Regions from separate parts of the Astyanax mexicanus genome. Here region 2 is linked to region 1. A link is a contact called in public Hi-C data. All regions are on one chromosome and are shown on one strand. Each heading gives the region's core, a stretch centred on a gene start, on an enhancer-like site or on the middle of the called end of the contact. The rest is flanking DNA. Distances are from core to core; before and after follow the strand shown. Region 1 holds the start of gpia (glucose-6-phosphate isomerase a). Region 2 holds the start of tmpob (thymopoietin b).

Region 1 (2,551 bases), core at 15-2,514:
CTGTGAATTGAGTGTCACCAGATTCTTTCAGTGTTGATTTAACTTTGCATTTCTTTCTTTATGTACATCTACAGTAACATCTATGTTCATTCTCAGCCCCAGCACGGGGGATGTACCTCAGTGTAAAAGGGTTTTATTCTAAGACAAGAATAATAAACAGTTGTCCTTAATTATGTTTGCTTCTCTTTGTACTTCTTGAAATATTTTGTGGGTAAATCAGGGAAAATAATTTGGTAACTTTACAGATGAATGCAAAAATGTTTTTAACTTTGAATGTAAGTTCAACGTGTGTTCAATGTAAGCTGCTCTTAAGCAGAGCATCAGATAAAAGCTAAAAATGTATGTAAATGTACATCTGAACTGTACATCTGGTTATATTGGTAGGCAAATGCAGCATTAGGAGACTTGCTCAAGAGACTTAAACTAAACTAATGAAGTCAACACATTCATGCTGGTTAGAAACTTTTAGATTTTATCCAGCATCAGCAGAGGCTCATTTCTTTTTTATAAGTTAGTTAGAAATTGGAAATGCATATATTCAGTGATAGACAGACATTTGGGCACACATACTTATTAATAGTTGTTATTTATTTGTATTATTTACTACATTATAAATTAATGTTGTAGACTTAAACACTATAAAGGAACAAAGGCAATTAGGTAGACAAAAATGTGTGCTACTTTGAAGAATTAGAAGTTAGAATTAGAATTAGAAGAACATTTTGCATTGTTTACCACTTACTTTTTTTGTTTACGTCAATTGAATATGCGTTTATTTGTTGTTTTGAGTAATTCAATATTAATCTACATTGTAGAAATGAAATGACAATAAATGAGAAGGGGTGTGTCCAAACCTCTTCTCTCTCTTCCTCGGCTATGTTTTTGTGTTGATCTTTGTTTTTGAAATTTTGACAAAGTATAGTGACTAATGAATGTACTATAGTGCTATTGTTGTGCAAAAATAGTCAATAAAAAAAGTTGAAAAAAATCTTCATAAGTTAAAATGATAGATGAAGCACTGTAAGGAACTTTACACAGCTTTTCAAGGCTCTTTGACGTTACTATGAGCTCTTTTGGGTTGTATTTTAAAAAAAAAATACAAGAAAAAGTGTACGTATTAGGTGGTGATTATAAAGTTTTTAACTCTGGTTTGAGTGCGAAGCACGTGTTGGGTAAAGCTCTATGAGTGAGTGGGTGGGGTTTCTTTTCATATTGTCGTAGTGGGCGGGGCCAGTGCTGAGGTTACCTCCCACTGAGGCTGCACTGCCATCTCTCTCACTTCATCCGAGTGAATTTAGTGGGTGAGCAGACAGCTGGACTGAGCTTAGGACCACCGACCATCTCTGAACCGCCACAACCACCCTCACCATCATGGGGCTAACCAACGATCCCAACTACCGAAAACTGGAGCAATGGTACAAATCAAACGCTGGAGGTCTGAACATGAGGCAGATGTTCGACGGAGACAAGGACAGGTTCTCCAAATTCAGGTACAAATAAGCAGGACTTGGGCTGTAAATGAGTGAATCAATCACCTGCAACTAAAAACAGTGGATGAAGGAAGTATAGTACCGTAGATGTCTTTCAGAGTGAGGACAGTGTTTGTAATCTATCTAACGCTAATTTAGACACTCACACTATGTAGTTATCTAGTTATTTAGCTAGTTAGTTAAATCCACTGGTTTGGTGTGGTGTAATGTTATTCTAGCCTTGAACGTCTCTGTTGGTTGCCAGGATATTGCAACACGACCACTTGTGGCAACGTCCTATTGCTCTCAACTGATAACACTTTACTGTTCACTGATTTAGCTTCAGCGTCTGCCCTTATTTGTATGTTAGCATAGTACTTCGCAGTGTTTTAACCCAACTGAGGCGCCTTTCTCATGTTCATTTTGGCTCAAAATGCTCAAAAAGGCCTCCTGTCGAACGTTAGATGTAGGCAACCCAGGTCCAGAAAGTAAAAATCCTCGCCAGGGTTTTGTAACAACTGCCTGCTGTGCTGCCCGGGCAGTTGGTACAAAACCCTGGGATGGATTTTTACTTTCTGGACTTGAGTTACCCACCTCTAAGCTACTGTAGATAGACAGCTAGAAGATGCTAAGCTAAGCTAAGCTAAAAGACAGGAACTAGCCTGCTAAAGCTAGCTGCACTGCACTGCACTGGATACAAGGTCACTGATCATCGATTGGGCATATCTACCTATCTACAGGCCTAACTGAGCCTTTAAATGGCTATATAACTAGCTATATTTATGATAAATTTCGTGCACTACAATCACACACGCTGTTATGCACGTTATTCCCATTAATTCACTATAATAAAGTGTCATACCGTCTCTTTAAATGTGTAGTTAAAGGTGAGGCTAGGTTAAGGTTAAGTTAGGTGTAGTCGGGCTGTAAGGTTAGCTGATGTAACGTTAGTGGAAGAAATCTTTTATTTTGGTTGTAGCCACGTTTAGTGGAAACTGTAGCTAAATGAGTCACGAAGCCAGTGTAACGCAACCTACACCACAGGGCGCACGCGTCCTCCTCCTCCTGTAGTGAAGCTACGT
Region 2 (2,551 bases), core at 32-2,531, 200 kb before region 1:
GATGACCAGCTGTAAATTTTAGCAGGGTAATTTCATGTAACATTTCTCATATTGTTTCCATATTTATCTGAGGTAAAGCTTAAGCTATCCACCCTATTGTGGTTAAATATCAAGGTAACTAAACTATTTTATGAACACAAAATATCTCTTTGAATCAGAACAATATAACACATCTGCAACTCCACCTTCATCAAATGCCAATTTTTGCTTAAATGACACAAAGGCATGATGCAGCAGATCTTAAACAGCAAAATATTATGCCCCGATCTGAAGAAACTCAAAAATAGATGAGAAAACAAAGTCACTGACATTTGTCAATCAGAAAAAGTTACAAAGTTCTAAATCCTTGGACTCCAATGGACCACAGTAAGAGTTATTATTCACAAATGGAGAAAACATGGAACCCTGGTGAAGACAAAAAGTGTAACTTTTTGGAAGGTGTGTGTCCCGTTACGTCTGGTGTACAATTAACACATCAAACCAGCAAGTCCACCGCATAATGACATAATGACAAAAAATTAAGGTTTTGGAGGTCACTGACCATCAGTAAATTTGGTATTTCATTAGGAAATAAGATAAGATAAAATAATCGTTTATTAATTCCACAGTGGGGAAATTCACAGTACGACAATAAACAATAAAACACTAAAAATAGATCACTCTGTGTGTAATACATCTATACAATAAATGGGTTTCATATTTTGAACTGAATTGCTGAAATAAAATATATTTTCAATTATATTCTAATGTTTTGAGACGTACTAGTGTATTAGTCAGTCTGTGAAACATGGCTAATGCCGCCATCTTGAGGAGATTTTGTTCTGCTGCAGTCAGGCAGACTCGACCATGCTGCTCCTCATTCATACAGACTGACATAAATACACATATAAACAGGAGCAGAATCCAGTTAAATGGATGTGCAGCATTGTATCTAATTGATACACATCTTATTTTATATTATATGTTAACGTCAGTTTTTTCTCCGTTAAAATTAGCTGTTACAGCTGTGTTAAGGAGTGGTAGTGTGGGTGTGTGAGACGGTGTGTGATATTTAGGCACCAGCAGGGGCTCTTCAACAAAGCAGAATTTCTGAGATTAATAGGGGTGGGTAACCCAGATCCAGTAAGTAAAAACCCACCTCAGGGTTTTGTACCAACTTCAGCAGAGCCGCCCAGGCAGTTGGTACAAAACCCTGGGATGGATTTTTACTTTCTGGAACTGAGTTAACCACCTCTGAAGACTAGCATATGATATTTAACAGGGGATGGGATATTATCTTTTCTCATGTGGGAGAGGCTACACTTTAGGATTTAGGATTAGTGTATGTGTATAAACTGAGAACCTAGCGTTAGTTAGCTATCTATCTTTGCTCAGGAACCCTCCGCTCTCCTTCGCTTCTTCTTCTTCTTCCTCTCGGCGCCTCCATCGCGCTCTTTGTTGTGGCAGACGGCTGACATTTGTCCTCCACCAATAGGAGAGCGCCTTATTGAGCGGAGGCTGCCAATAACGTGCGACCTCATTGGGAGGTGGCGGCTGTGGCGAGAGGCGCGCAGGCGATCGGGATACGGTAAAGCAGCGAGCGGGGCATTTGTTCTCGATTCCGGTTGGAAAAGTGAAGCTAACTCCGCGCCTTAGCTGCAGTATTTGGCGAGGCGTCGGTGCGGGGAGTCGGTGTGAGGCGGTATCCGGGAGTAATCGGTAGCTGAGGTCGTCGTGTGAAGCGCGGGAACACATTCAAACCCGCCCGCCCACCGATCTGACGTGTGTCCGCGGAGCCGCGCTGCGGGACTCGGACCCACACCGGAGAACTAGCTTAGCGCGGTTAGCACTGTTAGCTGACCCCGCTAGCTTTAGATAACAGCCGGGGGAGAACTCATATTTACACAGTTCTGCCTTCAGTTCAGGGCTCTCTCCTGCCCGCCCTGGCCCGGTCCTGAGCTCTGAGCTAAAGCTAAGCTAACTTGGCTAACTAACTAGCTAACAAACAAACAAAGCATGGCGGAATTCTTGGAAGACCCGTCGGTCCTCACCAAGGAGAAGCTGAAGAGTGAGCTGCTCGCCAACGATGTTCTTCTGCCCAGCGGAGAGCACAAGAAAGAGGTGTATATCCAGCTGTACCTGAAGAACCTCACCGCTCAGAACAAGAGGAAAGCTCCCCCAGCGGACACCTTCTCCAGCGACGAGGAGATCACACCAGTGCTCTCCAACAGGAGCCGCTCTGGAAAGGTAACGTTACTTAACTTAGCTAAGCTTCCCAGTGCAGCAAAGCCAGCTGATCTCCAGTCACTGCCCATTTATATAAACACCATGTGTAGTCCACATGTCCTCTTGTCTTTTCATAGAATCACAGACTGTGAAACTGATATTCTTTTTGTTGAAAAAAAAAAAAGGTTTTCTCCCCACACAATTTGGCCAGTTTCAGTATGTATTGGTTGTGTGAGATTAGGGGTGAGCGATATTACATTACATTTGGCAGACGCTTTTGTCCAAAGCGACTTAAAATAATGATGTACATTTAGTATTAAAAGGACATAGAAGTTCAAGGTAAAAA

The links. A called contact is a pair of places that touch in the nucleus more often than the background predicts.
Region 2: a contact with region 1 is called in a Hi-C map of muscle, with 3 times the contacts expected there. The contact joins the promoter of tmpob here to the promoter of gpia in region 1. A contact is called at or near these places in 2 of 3 Hi-C or Micro-C datasets (blood and muscle).

Annotation. Positions count from the first base shown.
Region 1 is chr2:59,134,245-59,136,795 of AstMex3_surface, reverse strand. It overlaps gpia (glucose-6-phosphate isomerase a), which reads left to right and starts at 1,264. Exons shown (of 17, transcript XM_007228187.4): 1 at 1,264-1,490. The coding sequence starts at 1,372.
Region 2 is chr2:59,331,125-59,333,675 of AstMex3_surface, reverse strand. tmpob (thymopoietin b) reads left to right here and starts at 1,281. Exons shown (of 6, transcript XM_007228169.4): 1 at 1,281-2,226. The coding sequence starts at 1,996.